Regions from separate parts of the Mus musculus genome. Here regions 2, 3 and 4 are each linked to region 1. A link is a contact called in public Hi-C data. All regions are on one chromosome and are shown on one strand. Each heading gives the region's core, a stretch centred on a gene start, on an enhancer-like site or on the middle of the called end of the contact. The rest is flanking DNA. Distances are from core to core; before and after follow the strand shown.

What was found. A called contact is a pair of places that touch in the nucleus more often than the background predicts.
Region 2: a contact with region 1 is called in a Hi-C map of uterus, with 5 times the contacts expected there. The contact joins two enhancer-like sites. A contact is called at or near these places in 9 of 484 Hi-C or Micro-C datasets (embryonic fibroblasts, embryonic stem cells, myocytes and 3 more), 2 of 115 datasets of contacts at active chromatin or transcription factors (craniofacial prominence and embryonic stem cells) and 1 of 9 other capture datasets (embryonic stem cells).
Region 3: a contact with region 1 is called in a Hi-C map of uterus, with 7 times the contacts expected there. The contact joins two enhancer-like sites. A contact is called at or near these places in 5 of 484 Hi-C or Micro-C datasets (all in uterus) and 1 of 9 other capture datasets (embryonic stem cells).
Region 4: a contact with region 1 is called in a Hi-C map of uterus. The contact joins two enhancer-like sites. A contact is called at or near these places in 3 of 484 Hi-C or Micro-C datasets (hematopoietic stem cells and uterus).

Annotation. Positions count from the first base shown.
Region 1 is chr11:19,421,901-19,425,903 of GRCm38.p6, forward strand. No RefSeq gene overlaps it. Among named protein-coding and RNA genes, the nearest start is that of Gm39601, 190 kb to the right of the region's middle. Within about 2 kb of position 2,256, at least 41 of the 459 cell types and tissues checked have an H3K27ac peak or open chromatin away from gene starts, as enhancers often do. A contact at or near this core is called in nephron progenitors and uterus, where this site is marked.
Region 2 is chr11:19,759,218-19,763,220 of GRCm38.p6, forward strand. No RefSeq gene overlaps it. Among named protein-coding and RNA genes, the nearest start is that of Gm39602, 19 kb to the left of the region's middle. Within about 2 kb of position 2,059, at least 34 of the 459 cell types and tissues checked have an H3K27ac peak or open chromatin away from gene starts, as enhancers often do. A contact at or near this core is called in nephron progenitors and uterus, where this site is marked.
Region 3 is chr11:19,734,743-19,738,745 of GRCm38.p6, forward strand. The region is part of intron 1 of Gm39602 (a long non-coding RNA gene); the gene reads right to left. Among named protein-coding and RNA genes, the nearest start is that of Gm39602, 6.0 kb to the right of the region's middle. Within about 2 kb of position 2,334, at least 35 of the 459 cell types and tissues checked have an H3K27ac peak or open chromatin away from gene starts, as enhancers often do. A contact at or near this core is called in uterus, where this site is marked.
Region 4 is chr11:19,118,363-19,122,365 of GRCm38.p6, forward strand. No RefSeq gene overlaps it. Among named protein-coding and RNA genes, the nearest start is that of 4933406G16Rik, 55 kb to the left of the region's middle. Within about 2 kb of position 2,264, at least 17 of the 459 cell types and tissues checked have an H3K27ac peak or open chromatin away from gene starts, as enhancers often do. A contact at or near this core is called in uterus, where this site is marked.

The DNA.
Region 1 (4,003 bases), core at 1,006-3,505:
GAGGAAAAGACTCTTAGGACGCTCATAAGAGAAGATCAAAGTTCATTGTCATTTGCAGGAGCCGAGATATGAAATAGTGAAAGCCCTGACCTCAAGTTCTCCTAGGATGGCCCTAGCACAACCCAAGCATGAAAGAGTCCTTTACAAATGCAAGTGCAAGGAACTATTCTCTCTCTCTCTCTCTCTCTCTCTCTCTCTCTCTCTCTCTCTGACCTGTCTCTACCATCTTTGTCTTGAGAGATCAATATGGAACATGGAACAAAGTTAGCATACAGAAACTTCAGCATCACAGAGTTAGCTGCGTGCAGTTTTGGGACGGTTTCCATAACCACACTCAGAGCTCCCCTGACTATAGGTATAGCTGCATTTAGCTCAAGGTTGGGCAGAGCAATTGCATAATACTTGCTTAGGTGAAATGAGCAGAACCAAACAATGAGCTCTTAAATATTTAACAGTGGACCAAGTAGCTTTGCACTATTTGTTGATAAAACCAGTAAATATTCTACAAAGGAATCAGATGTAAAAAGCTCATTTTACCCAAAGTTTCTCTACCAGGTATCATCAGCAAAATCGTTTCTCTAACTTCAAACATGGGAACAGCCAAGTTCAGAAGTCAAACGACTGGCTCTCAGTTATTCAGTTACTGGGGAGAGACCAGAACTGGCCAAATCTGTGCAGTTTCTGTCACAAAATGCTGTGGATGGTGGGAATTTTCTCAGTGAGTGTGAGAAAGAAGTAATATAATGACCATAACATTGCTATAATTATATTCATAGAGGGTGTCTTAGTCAGGATTTCTATTCCCTCACAAACATCATGACCAAGAAGCAAGCTGGGGAGGAAAGGGTTTATTCAGCTTACACTTTCCACATTGCTGTTGATCACCAAAGGATGCAGGACTGGAACTCAAGCAGGTCAGAAAGCATGAGCTGATGCAGAGGCCATGGAGGGATGTTCTTTACTGGCTTGCTTCCCCTGGCTTGCTCAGCCTGCTCTCTTATAGAACCAAGACTACCAGCCCAGAGATGGCACCACCCACAAGGGGCCTTTCCCCCTTGATCACTAATTGAGAAAATGCCTTACAGTTGGATCTCATGGAGGTATTTCCCCAACTGAAGCTCCTTTCTCTGTGATAACTCCAGCCTGTGTCAAGTTGACACAAAAGTAGCCAGTACAGAGGGGTAACAACAGTCCATTAGTAACAGTAGTAAACATGGCCTCTCTTCTGCACCAGGCTTTACTTTCACAGGGCAACAAAAATCCCTGTAGGAAACCTGACCTTATTCCACTGTATAATAGAAGAAGTAGAGAATCAGAGAGATGAATTAACTTGTCCAACGACACAGTTAGGCCCATTCTGTTGCTTCAGACCCAAGTCATATTTCCCTCTTTCATTTTCTTTGGCTCTGTAGGTCAGCTGCTGCAGGCTTTTGCCCAAATATTCAACCCTAAATGTTCTGTAATTCACAGCCAGAAAAGATTTTGACACTTTTGTGATGTGAATGCTGAGAGTCAACCACATTTCCTAACCACTGTGTTACTTGAGTGATAAACAAGGAAGTAAGCAGACAATAAAGGAGGGGAGGAGAAGCAGCAGCAGAAAGAAGAGGACCAGGGAGAGGAGGAGAAGCAGAAGGAGATAGTGGTGCTGGTATTCATTCACTTATATTTAGAGAGTGCCCACCACAAGCTGGTCACTTTTCAAGACACTGAGAATAGGGGTGAAATGGGGTTTTCTGACCCTCACAGAATATCTCATCCTGCTAGCTGCTATCCTTGGCTGTCCCTAATTGCACCACAAAAAAAGCCATTTCCGCCTCTGCAAAGGGCATTCAGACCCCATAGACCCGAGGAGAGAGGCAGGTCACCTTGTAATCGGTTCATACAAAAAGATGTGCAGAGACTGGGTTTTATAGGACTTAGAAAATTATCCCCCAGCGGCTGTCTGAGAGAACTCTCTCAGCCGTCTCCCCCATTGGTGAGAGGGATGAGCAGGGAAGTGAAGAAAACAGATGGCAAACTCCAGAATGCCATGGCTGAAAGACACATGCTCCGAAGGTGGGCGGCTCTGCCAGACCTCAGCTTAATATGGACCACGTGTGGAATCCAAGGGCTGCGTTGAGATGGTACGTTTGCATCCAGTCACCACAAATGGTTATTTCCTTTTAAAGGGCTTTTGCAATGCTGCCCGCTCCTCCTCCCGGGGCAGACTCCTTGCTGCCAAGCCTATTTTTATGGTTTGTCTCCAAAACAAGTGCAAAATAGTGTTGGCTTTAGTGGAATCCTCCCTCTGGCCTCCGAACGCCATCTGCAAGCTGAGGGGAACAGTAAACAGAACAGGTTAAGTCACTCATTACTAATATTTTCCTTAAGCTCTGAAACTTTTTAAACAAACAACAACAACAATTGTCTCATAATAACCTTCCAGAGGTTAACCGCCAGCAGGTGGTCCGGCTCAGCTGACATGCAACCCAGACAGCTGTTTGATTATAAACTGTGGGTTCTTATGGCGATCTGGGGAAAACTTCTTGCCGAAAAGGGGTCTTCTCTTAAAAATCCCTAATGAAACAACACATAAATGTCAAAATGACAAAAATAAGGAAGTGTGTCATAGACTAAGCATTTTAATGTCCTTCCTGGCTTCCTCCAGAGTGTACTCTGGACCTAGCCACATTTAATGGAACGGATTCCGAAAGAGGCGGTACACAGCATGAATTTTTATGACCCAAATAAAACTTGAAGAGAAGTCACTTTCTCTGCCGCAGTCAGTGTCCACAGCAGATGTGTGGGAGGCTCAGGTTTCAAATCAGCCACCCAAGCCAACATTTTACCTGGACCCTGAGGCATACAGAGTAAATGCCCGGATGTAAAGAAACCCAGAGATATGTAGCATTATCCTGTCTGTCCCCGAGCCATTAAAACATGGCGTGGATTCCCCCTGGGATGCCTTTGCAGAACTAGTGAAAATTCTGAGAGTTGATAAAATAAGTGGAGAATGGGGGATGAAAAGTCTCTAATCAAAACCTTACATTAACACCACATAGCCCCACAGAGTGATGGCTGCGGCTGTGTTCTTCCCTGAATGCTGAAGTTAGACAAAAGAAAATCACTCCCTAAGTCAGTATTTACTTACTGGTGTATTATATCACCATCAAGAACATTTCAGAAAGTTCATAAAACAAAATAAAAAAAAATTGAACCTTTTTATATGGAAATCAAATGCTAACATACAAAAGGCATGGGACTCCCAAGTAAAAAGTTACAATGGCAGTCCCCTGTGTTTGAAATAGTATTAAGGAATAAAAATTTAAAGGCAAAAGAGAATTTCACATATCCTAGTTTAGTTATGGTAACTTAGTATGGAAGTGAGATTGCAGAATACGAAAAAGACAGTTTGGGGGCTGGTCCATGTTTGATGGGATCTTCGGATCCATCCATACAGGCAAGAATTAGCATCCCAGGCAAACCCCAAAGACAGGATGGGCAGAGAAGAAAAAGAAAGCCTCCACACTCCTGTTGGTGTCACAGAAAAACCAGAGCTGAGCAGCAAAGTAACTACAGATTCTTTTCAGAGAAGAAAAATTATTGCAATAGATCAAAGGAGGCCTCCAAAAAGAATCAAGCAGAAATGGATGGCCCAGAAGTGGGATGGAGGGAGGGGCTACAGATGAAGAATAACAAAGAAGAGACATCACAGGTGAGCCATACTCCAGGAGTCTTGATAAGTCAGGCCAAGGTGATAAGACCTAAGGGGAGCTGGGGCCATGAGGAACTTAATCAGACACTAAAGACAATCAGGTATAGAGGAGTTTGGCCAAACAAAATTAGCAGAATTTTTGCAAGGCCTGACAAACACAGAGGTGCTATGAACCCCATGCCCAGCTGGGAGAAGGTAAATAAGGGCTTAACTAAATGGTGGTTCAAGAGAGGATCTGTCACTGTTTTGAAGAAAGAGGGTGGCAGGGTCATTAAAGCAGCAAGCACTACTTAATTCTGATAAAAA
Region 2 (4,003 bases), core at 809-3,308, 340 kb after region 1:
AAAACCTCCTCAAATGAGAGCTGAGGCCGGCGCTTTCATGTGGTTAGGCACTTAGCTCCACACCCACCCCTGGGGTATTTGATATAACACTGTTGGACCTTCTCCAGCTTGTAAGGCGGCAATGAGGGCTCCTTCCATCACTGAGCTGGGGAACAATGCCCTGCTGTTGGGTGGGTGAAAACAAGACAAAGATGCGGGTGGCTTCGCTGACCTCTGTAAGGCTTGGAGGTGAGTGCCTGTGATGTGCTGGGCTAGGACAGGAAGGACCACACTTAGCAACATCCCACTTCCCAAGAAGGAGAAATTGATGCAGACAAGTCACCTCAGGCACAGCCCACTAAGCTTATGTGCAATGCAAATAGGGGTGGGTAATAGGCCAATAATGGTAGTTCCTATAAAGACTTCGTCTTGAATAATTCTACTTTAAAATTACTGGTTGTAAGCTGGGTAGTGGTGACACACACCTAATAATTCCAGCATTCGGGAGATGGAGGCAGACTGATCTCTGTGAGTTCGAGGCCAGCTTGGTCTACAGAGTTCTGGGACAGCCAGGGCTACACAGTGAAACCCTGCCTTGAATAACCAAGAAAAAGTTACTCATCTTAAAATGGTCCAAACTCTGAGCTCTGCTTCAGTATGCGGAAGCATGCCTTGTTCTGTTTTGTTTTCCGAGACAGGGTTTCTCTGCGTATCCTGGAACTCCCTTTGTAGACAACACTACCTCCCTCTGTGTCCTCACAGAGTCCCACTATGTCTGACTGGTATTTTCCTCTTATAAAGACACCATTCCCTTTGGACCCAAGGCCATCCTAATGACCTGTCCCGTACTGGCTAGTTTTATGTCACCTTGACACAAGCTAGAGTCATTTGAGAAGAAAGACTCCAACTGAGAAAATGCTTCCATAAGATTGGCCTGTAGGCAAATCTGTAGGGTGTTTTCTTTATTAGTGACTGATGAGAATGGGCCCGGTCTATTGTGGGTGGTGCCTCCCCTGGCTGGTGATCCTGGGTGCCATAAGAAAACAAGCTGATCAAGCCATGGAGAGCAAGCACATTCTGAGGTACAGGGGGAGATGTTAAGACTTTAACACATGAACTGGGGGCCCAGAACTCAGCCCTTCTTTAAGGATAGCTAGATACTACATGTTTTGAGGTGTGGCTCTCCAGAGAATGCTGATAAATAAACACACTTAAAACTAACTATACAAATAACGAAGCACCTCTGCCCCGATGGTCACAGGAGTGACTATAAAACCTAGGCATGGTTATATACTCTTCCCAGAAACGATGGGGATCTGTGGATTATAATCTAGGATTCACATAAAGAATACTGCACGCAGCATTAGGGTAATTTTCCTCAAAGGAACAGCTTCGCTTTAATTCTGTACGTTTTAAGATATCCAGAATCACTTTCCCTAAGCAATTATGATTTCACAAAACGCTGTCAGGGCATTTGCAGAGTTTTACTGCCCAGATAGAACCCGATGCCTGGAGCTTTGGGGAGTGATTTATTATTTGCTCTGGTGGAAGGTTGCTAAGTAAGATTTATTCAGTAAGAACAGCCATCTGAACGGTACGTAAGATATGTGTTTGGCTGTGAGGGAGACTTCTTTTTCTCCTTTCTTCAAGTGGGCTTACTCTCTATACTCAGAAATATGCACATTTGCATCCCCACTTTGGTGACATTAGGGGCACTGCTAGGCATTTTGACAAATCAGTTCCTTTCCACTGTTCCCATTTGAACTTTAGCTCTCAGAAACGTTTAACAAACTGTCATACTAAAAACAGCCAAGAGCAGTGCCGAAGACCGTTGATGAAATCTCTTGGGTATCCATCCGCTTTCCATGTTTCATTCTGAATATTTCTTCATTGCATTTTCTGAGGGCTACGGACGTCCTGGGAAGCAAAGCAGCCAATGCTTTCACTCATACCATCTCAGAGAACTCCGATTCTTAAGAAAAAGAAAACAGCGATAATGCCAACTTTGTTTCTCAGAGCTGTAAAAAGTAACAGGCGCCATTGTTGGCCTACTTGCGCCCCCTAGTGTCTATAACGTACTGTTGCTTTTTGCAAAGGGGATGCTGAAGAATTGGAACCAAAGGAAGCTGCTATCCCTATTTTCCTCTACTTAAGATACAATAACCTCCTTCACGCCAAGGTGGCCGGCACTTTGTAGCTCGCCTTCTCCCCAGAAGGTCTGCATTTCATCGAGAGCACTGAGGCAGAGGCAACGCTGCTTGATGGCAAAAATTCAGGCAGAAGAAAGCAGTTTCCTTTGCACTCAGGCTGGGGTTTGGAGTGGGTACAGTGGAACTTTTAAAGAGTCATCAACACCTCTAATCCCTGCCCTTCTACCAGCAGACAGAGGGGGGAAACAACACATCTCTTGCTTCTGCTTCTACACTAGGCCATCCCCATCCCTGTGCCTGGCTGAAATTTCAGCTCTGGGTGGCCATGTCCAGCAGGGTACCTCACCAAGAGCACAGCAACCGGGTGGAAACACATGGGAATGTTCTGGGCGGAGTCCAACAACCCTCCCAAGGCTCCCTGTGTAGGTCAGGGAGTTCTGAGGGCAGACTGCCATTCTCCAAGACAGCATTAGACTGAAGCAGGCAGCACGGAGCAGAGCAGAGTGGTGAGAGGGAGGCTGGACAGGGCTAGGTAGGAGAGGTTTCTGAGCTCTGGCCTCAGCTCCTTACTTAACTTCTCCCAGGTATTTGGAATTGGCTTCTTCCCCAATTAGAAGAAACGGTGGACACCATACAGCCAGTGCCCCAGTGCAGTCCAGACAGAACCTTGAAGAAAATAGGAGGGATGTGCACACCACAGGGAAGCTGCAGGCTCACCGCCACCAATTCACACCCGCTCTCAGTCCATAACCCCAGGGGAGATCGTAGCAAGTGGCAGAGAGTCCAAGGTTGGATTCAGTGTTGTTTCAAATGTGTATAGTGGGACAACTCGAATAGAACCTGAATAGGCTCTGGCGGGCCTGAGTTTGAATCTCAATTCTGCCTGATTATCTCTATAACCTTCAGCAAGTTTTCTGTCCTTTAACTGCCTGCTCAGAGGTTAGATCCTCCAAACAGGCCCCTCAGAGGACCCCGCAGAAAGGGGCATGTTCCTTCCTTATGTGTCTTGAACTTCATAATCCCTTACAGTTTTTGTTCAGAACACATATAAACACCTCTCATAATTTTATAGTCTGGTTACGAAGTAAGATGTTTGATTTCCTCCCTGTTCAGTGAGGGCGGGGACCACAGCACAGCTCTCCTCCCTCACCCCCACCCACCCCCATCCCTGCCAGCTTATCTCAGGGAGGGACATGCAGAATACACACAATAAAAAGTTTAAGAGATTAATTCATTGGACTAAGCTTTTGCCATTTTATTTTAACACATTAACATACCACTTCCCTCCTAGGTGTGTTGTTGTAAAGGCTAAAGAGGTATAGGTATAGATAATATAGATACTGATGGTGTATATATAGGAATAGGTAGAGCGGTTGTAAATGACATGATAGAGATGATATATAGATATATAGATTACCTTGATATAAGTATATATAAAGATCATATGCATATAAATAAGTATTCTTCCCTATTTTTGCACAATGTAGGTGGCCTAAACAGGATGGTTCCTTTGCCACCATTAGAGACTCATCATAGCAGGCCCCACTGGCCACTGAGGGGTGAACTATCAGACTGGCAAACCAGAGGCCTGAACAATCCACAGATTCCACCACAGGCCCCTGAATAATCAAAACTAGTTGGCACCTTACGATTAATCGCCTTTTCTCTCTAGATGTCCCTTGATGGCAGGAAAAGTTACCTCCAGCTTCCCGCTCCTTCCTGTCCCAGATAGAGAGCAGCCAGAGGGACTGTAAATTCATCCCTAACGTTTCCAGTTGTTTGAGTTATGTTCTACCAGAACTAAGAAGGTGACTTTAAAAACAGGAGGGAGAAATAAAGGTTGCACTTCCCAGAGCAGAGAACAGGTGTAAAAT
Region 3 (4,003 bases), core at 1,084-3,583, 310 kb after region 1:
ACAGGACAGTCAGTGGAAGTGCGGGAGTCCCCTGCTGTCTACCCCAGCTCAGTGCTGCAGGCCTCAGAAAGAAAAGACAAAGTGTAATTTGAAATCAAATCTGAAGTTTTCATTATTTATCTGGAACTGCATATTTCATATTCATACTCTCAACCCTGGCTGCCCATTAGGATCACCTGGGGAGCTTTTAAAATTACTGATGTCTAGGCATTGTCCCCAAAGATTCTTATTTCATTGGTCTAGGGGGCAGCCTGGGCATCAATATTTTTTAAGGCTGCCCAGGAGATTTTGAAGGGCATCCTGGGCTAAGAACCATGGTAGTAATGTTGAATTAAGAACATTTTTGCAAACAGAAGATCATGGAGTGGCTAACAACGTGACAGAACTCTTCATCTCACCCAGGGGATGAAGAAAGGTGGCACAGCTCCCACACAATCAGGAGGAGCAGAAGATGCTATTTACCATGGCGCTCTGCAGGAGTCCTCACACTCCAGCAAACCCCGCATTTTTGGAGGAGATCAGGGGGGAGGGGGAGGACGCTGCAAAGATGGCTCAGTGGTTAAAAGCACACACTGCTCTTGCAGAAGACATGAGTTCAGTTCCCAGTGTTGATATTCTGTCTGGACTCCACCCCCAGTTTCCTGGCAGCAGCGAGGTAGGCCTGGCCCACTATAAAAGGGGCTGCTTGTTCTCTTACTCTCTCTTACTCCTGCTCCTCTCCCTTGCCTCTTGCCCCTTGTTCCCCATTCCACACACACACACCCCACACACATGGTCATGGCCTCTATTTCTCTACTCTCTCTTTCTGTCTCTACTACTCTCTTAATTCCCCTCCCCATGCCCTGAATAAACTCTATTCTATACTATACCATCATGTGGCTGCTCCCTCAGGGGGAAGAGATGCCTTGACATGGGCCCACCGAGGGACCCCCTTCCCCCATACCTCAGCACACTCCCATAGAACATTTTAGAGTTCTTTATCGTTTTATAACTATAACACCCAGCACCCATGTAGGATGACTCACAACCACCAGTAATCTAGCTCTAGGGGATCCAATGCCTTCTCCTAGCCTCCTCAAGTACCTACAGACACACACACACACACACACACACACACCACACCACACACAAACACTTTTTTTAATAAAATAAATCTTTAAAAAGTTGAGAATCCTCCTCCGGACAAGGCAGGTCTTTGTGTTGCCCTGTACCTGCCTCTAAAGGAACTCAAGCCTCCAGCTCAGGGACACTGACCCAGTTAGTTAAGTGAGAGTGCCCCACCCACACCCTCACTCCCACCCCTATCACGCTTTTCCACGATCTCCTAACTAGACTCTGATAGAGCAGACTTCCCAGTTACACATCACCACCATGCCTACTGGCCTGAGTCACTTACTCAGTAGCCATACTCCCTTAATAAAGGCAGGACGCAGTAACAAGAAAGCAACAGCCAGTGTATTTGTCAGCTGACATCCACACGTAGCCTCACTCTGTCAACACAGGCACTGTCTACACGGGTGCCTACAACTCCAAGCCCTTCAACATATCTGACTCCTCGAGCCCACGCTTATGGTGTAATTCTATCAAACAGACAGGGACTGGTTGCCAAATACATCCAGGGCCAAGAGATCGCCCTTCACTGTTAGAGGCTCCTACAGCGTGACCAGGAGAACAGCCTCTCCATAACCTAAAAAGGAAAGCAACTCACCCTAAGTCCATGCTTGTATCAAGAGCAGCCTTCTTCAGCATCAACTGCTGTCTTTCATTTGACTCAAAAATATTTTTTAACTAGCAATAAAATGTATTCCACTGTGATCCCATGCTGAGAGAGAAGTCTATACTTGGTGGGAAAGGCCCTCTGTCCCAGCATATTCTTCCAGACTATTACAGAACAGGGAAAACTATATCTGAGAGTTGAGTCCAACCAGAGGCGAAGTCCCAGTCTCTGATTTCATTTAAAAAAAAAAAAAAAGTTCACTGCTGCTCCCCTCCCCCACACTGTGAAAACTACCACCTTCCAGAGATCAATAAAAAAGGTCCCACACAGTTGCAAAAGACAAGGTTTTCTCCCTTTATAAGCACACTTGAAAGATGGGGGGAGGTCTTGAGGGTGAAAGTGATCTAAGGACACTGTGTATATAAAGTTCCTCTAGAACTTGGTTATTTCATTTTTTCTTGGAATAGCACACACTGTGCCTTCTACCCTGAGTAGCTCAAACAGCACCCAGTGTCAAGGCCGAGCCTTTGGTTTTAATCAGGGACTAAAGCCTAGAACGTTAGACAAAGAGAGCAGTTGCTGGTTACAGTACCGAGGGGACCATTAAAGGTGATTTCTCAGTTCGCTGAGCTCACCCTCAGAAACAGCCACATGCTTTGCTGAGAAGCATCCGCAGGACACGGTGCACCTCCCAGCTATTTATTTAACTTTATGTGGCTGTCATAAAACTTTTTTATTTGCTTTCAGTTAGACCATAGGTTTTGACAAGATAAATTTTTATTTAGGTCTTTGCCCAGCTACAATCAGAAACAGGAGACTCACCCTCCAAGGCTGATAGATGGATTAATCAAAGCAATTCCCCGCCCCACGTTCCTTCCAGCAACCACAGGGATCAACACACAGAGTTTTTCCTTAATTAAAGAAACTCAGCAACAAGGTGATTTACCGATGATGGATCTTGCAGGCCCTTTCATTGTGTGGTCACTGTTGGCCACTGTTTGAAATTTACCAACATAAATAAAACCTCTCCATGACTAAACAAAGTTAAAGTAGCAATAAATTGAGGCTGCCATGTCCTCTGAGCTAGATCTGAGGCCAACATAAATACCAGAATGCCTTGGCTGTGACATGCTTGACACAATGACATCATGCACTCCCAGAAGGAACAGCCTCGCCCAAGCCAAAGCCTCAAACCGAACACAATTCCCCTAAATGAATCAAATTGCAATGGTCTAGACTCGCCCGTTCTAAGGACTCCACTCTGCCTTCCTCGCCCTTTTCTGTCGAGCAATCGCATTAAAAATAATCTATACGCTGATCTAAATTTTACTTTTTCTGCACGATTAAATTTTGGCAGGAGTAAATCTCTGCAATTCACACTTCCTGGGAATGTTTGGAAAGTCACTAAAAACTCAGGATTTATCAGCTTAAGGTCCAGCCACTGCCGTGCGACCCTGTGGTCTATCTGCTACTACCTTTAGTGGTGGCCCAGGGCAGTGCTTGCCACAAGACCAACACTCTTCACTTAAAAGTAACTGGGCACCAGCTTCCCTCCCCCAGGCCTTGCTTTGTCCGCATCTAGCAACATGCTGTAATGGAATGCCTCTATGCATCAAGAAAGCCAGCCTACACTGGGGCCCGTCAGCCCTCACACCACTACTCAGAGGAGAGAGGGGAGAAACGTTGAAAATGCACTTGGAGGATGGCAAATTAAAAATGGAGAAAGTCTAATAACTAATTGGTGAAATCATAAAAGCTGCCGTAAAAGACATTTTCCTTAAACTACTTTACACAAGGCTATATAATTTTATGTCACTTTTTATTTATGTTGCTGTAATGAAAGCTGTTCTGGGAGATGAAGGGCTTCTGAAGAGAGAAATTGAACTACTTCTGAGAGGAGGAAAAAGCCTGCAGACCTAGGGCTTGGGACAGATTCCTTCAGAAAGACAGGAGGGCTGGGAGGGCTATCTGTTCACTCCTAAACACCTCTGAGTCAGTATTTTGCCATAAGGGGCCAGTGAAATGGCTTAGCAGGTAAAAGGACTTGCCACCAAGTCTGATGACTTGAGTTTGACCCCTGGGACCCACATGGTTAATTGGGAAAAACTGACTCTGGAAAGTTGTTCTCCGACTTCCACATACAAACCCAGGCATGTGTGTGTCCATAACTGTGCACAGAGAGTCCACATGGCTCACAGAACCAGAGTAAGAACTAGAGAGACACGTGCCACAAGCTAATGTTCTAAAGGCAGATATCTTTAATCTTTTATGTGTATGGGTGTTTCG
Region 4 (4,003 bases), core at 1,014-3,513, 300 kb before region 1:
CAGTTGAAAAAATCCCCAGCATAGCAATGCCTGAGAAATGAGCGGGCAAGCCTACAGAATGTGACACTTATGCTAATCTGCGCCCTGCTGTGGAAAAACACACACAAGGATTCCATTACCACATTCATTAGGCTGCAGCACACTCTATCCTGAATAGGGATTATGAACTAGAATTGGATGAAAACAGTCAATTGAGCCTACTTAGTTAAAATGCTCTGACATTGGCCAAATATGTTGGCATAGGATCATCAGCTCAGACTTTAAAGAGGACATTAGTGGTTGGAAGTTTGTCCTTCCCTGGAGCTGTCATATTCACCAAGTTACTACACATGTCATTGGTTTAGACAGTGAACACTAGAAACAACAGTCTGTCTAAGGATTGGGTTTGGGGTCATTGTTTGAAACATGTCCCACTCATCCTGTACACCTGTTGGGCAGTGCCTGGCATTCGCTCGCCACACTTTCTTCCTTCTTACAGTCAGATGAACTGTGAGTGATAACACTATATAGCTAGGAAAGAAATTAGAATCAGACACAAACACCAGTTCAGCTTGCCCAAGTCTCCTCACCTTGGTTTTGGGGTTACTGGACACAGTTGTCACCTATCAGCTTCATCTTCCTGTAGGGGCAGGCATGTTTGCCATGGAGCTAAGACTCTGAGCTGAAAATATTTTAAGCATTGTCAGAAATAATCAAGAAAGCAATGCAAGTGTCTGCTTGGGAAACATTATGGAATCTGGCTGTGCAGGCAGAGGGAAGAGATTTAAGTCCATCCATGTATATCATTAAGAAGATAATAATAAAAACCTTCTGTGGAAACATGTTTTCAGCCTTAGGTTCTAGGAAACTATTTGTCTGGGCGTTTCTTTTTCAGCTTAGAAGTGTAACACAAAGTTCTTATGGGAAACTCTACCCAGCATCTTGATTTATGTCAGTTATGTGTTCCTAAAAAGCTGAAGATAAATCAAACTTCAGTCTTGTGAACTAAATTGCTCCTGGGCTCTTCTTTTGGCCAAGGTAACCCTGCGAGGAATTCTCCTCGGTCTGTGTACAGCGAAGGGTATAATTTTGTGCCCTACTCTTTGGTTTATCACTGAGCTGATATTATCTAAGTTTTCCTTAGGATGCTTCCCAGAAGTGAATGGATGAAATAATGAAGCGGGAAGCTGGGGAGCCCCCAAGCTGAAGTGCCTGGCCCTTCTGCTCCCTCTCTTGAGAAAATGGGACTGTCAGAGAACAGTGAACCTCATTTTTCTCTGCACAGGAAAAGTATACTAAATCTGTTGACTTTTCTTTTTGTCCTTCCCTTCCCCACCTTCCCCCCCCCCTCAGAGATAGGGTTTCTCTGTGTAGCCTTGGCTGTCTTAACTTGATCTGTAGAGCAGTCTGGCCGGGAACTCAGAGATCCACCTGCCTCTACTTAAAATAAAGGTGTGTTCCAACACCTGGCTTCTCCCCTCCTTTCCTCCTCTGTTACTCCTACCTCCAGCCATGCTTTCTGTTTTTTACAGGATCTCAGTAGATTGTAGCTGGCCTTGAACTCGCTGTGTAGCTGAGAATGACCTTAAACTTCTGATTTTATTTCTTATCTCAGCCTTCTAAATACTGGGCTTCTAAGTGTGTGCCGCTGTGTCTAACTTACTTTTAGAGTTTTCTATCCATAAACCCCTAGAATGGCTTGGGATGCCCATAAATGTAGGGGGAAGACATAGAGCCAACATTCCTCAACCCTGTGCTGCCCTGGAAATGGTACAATCTACATGCAGCACAGCGGTCAATGAGAAATTGTTTGCCTATGACTGATGCTGCTCCTGCTGCATGTGGCTCTGAAGTCTATCCTGCCCTTGGACCTGAAAGTGCCTCTAAAACAGAACCAGAAGTGTAGCCTGTTGGGGGGGGGGGGAGAAAGAGCTGCTGGAGAGGCTTTGGGGTGTTCCCCTCCACATGCTGTGCCTGCCCCGCCTCACTTTTCTGGAACATCCACTTAATTGAGTCTATTGCCCCGTGTCCTCCAGATCCCTGGGACACCAGCAAGCATCAAGCAGGTTGACAGAGACTCTGTGTTTTTCCAGGCAAGCACAGCCCTTTGCACCCAGATTGTAACACAATCTTTCCTGTCTGGGGCTTCGGGTACTACAGTGAAAAACTTTGAAAATCTCTTTTATCATTCATCGTCCCCAGACTGAAATCATTTTTGACAACCTCTACAGAAAGCAAGAGGCACTCTGGCTGCTGGCAAGTCAGTTAGAGGGAGGGAACATGTGTTCACTGTCAGCCAAAGCTCCAGAGAAGGCCTGACAACCCTTTAACCCCGGTTCCCAGAGAAAGGACCCAAATGTTTATTTGGAACAAAGTTACCACATTATCTTAAGCATCTTTCTCATTTACTGTGTTTTGTTTTTTCCCAATACAGCAGCCTTACTATAACAGTCCTCAGCCCTCCGTCTTTATTGTGGGAAGCAGCAGATCTGTGTTTGTGTCCTGCCAGGGAAGACTAGAAAAAAGACGATGGTTCATGACTTTCCTTTATGAACTAAACCCTCTTTTCATTTCAGTTTTAACCATCTGACCACAGTTTAAATACCAACACACCAAGGAGTTCACTCACCTCATACAGTGATTCTTCAAAACCAGCCAAGAAGCCGCAGGAGTGAAATTTTCTGAACAGTAGGAAGGCTGCCTAGCCGGCATCCTTAGCATGCTGGGCACTGACACAGCTGTGGAAATGGTTGTGAACCTCGAGGTCTGGAGCCAGAAATGCCTGTGTATTGCTTAAGGCACATGTTACCAAGCAGAACTATTTCTACAGTCCCTAGTTCTTTATAGAACTATTTCTATAGCAACCAGGCTGGAAGAGGGGTGGTGGGGCACTGTAATACCAGAAACTGAGTGTTAGGGGTATGTGTTTGCTTTTTAAAAAGATTGTTTTAATACAGCAATGTTGAAATTACATTGAAGAAAACCCAGCTCTTGGCTCCATAGTCTGCAACCTTGGTGCTTTTTCTCAGTCCTGTAGACTCTGGTGGATAAGGCAATTATTAGTATGTGTGCCCCTGTGTCTCTCATTTTCAAGACCACCAGTGTCAAGGAGGTGGTGGCTTAGAGAGGAAGTCCTGTGGGCACTACCTGGCTCTCTCCAGGGTATCAGAGAGCAACTCTTGCCTCTATGCACTGAGATCTGAGACCGTGTCTCCTCCGCCCCCGGATGCTGCTTTTCTCTCCTTGCCCCCAGTCTGTTTGTCTGTCTCTCTCTAGTGGCTTTTCATGTTGATTCTAAATTATGTTTTTAGTGAAACAAAACTTTGATGACATTATCCATTTTGTGTAATGTTAAGAATTTAACCCAGGGCTTCAAAGATATTAGGTGAGCTCTCCACTAGCTGTAGCCCTGGTGACCCTAATTTGGTTGTTTGGTTGATTTGGCTTGTCTGTTTTCTGATCCTGCATTGGCCTGTTGCTCACTGGAATTATAGATATGTACCATCATCAACTGCCGGAATTCACCACCGTTAACTGCTGGGATTATTTATTTTAAAATGATTAAAAGTTTAAGTATTGTGCAACCACAACTTGTATCTTATCCCCCAAAATTTTTCATGACTCTAGAAGAAGACTATATACCATGAAGCAGTTCACCATACTTGTCCTTCCCCATATCCCATGTAAAGACTAATCTATTCCCAGACGCTGAAGACTCTTATGTTTTGTTACCTACTTTATAGTTAATAGAAATAAAGTCATGTCCTATTGCATCTGAGGCTATACTGGAGCATTAATGAGAATTTCACTCAGCCAATTCCTTTGCATATATGTGCTATCATCTGTCTATCCACACAGCCACCAGTGGACATCTGGGTTTGCTATTGTGGATGTTCTGCCATGAGACATCTGGGAACATGTCTGTGTGAGCACCTGTTACAAGTTCTAGGAATGGAATTGCTGGGTTATGTTACCATTCTCTGTGTTTCTTTTTGAAGAGCTGCCAAACTTTGTGATTAAATCA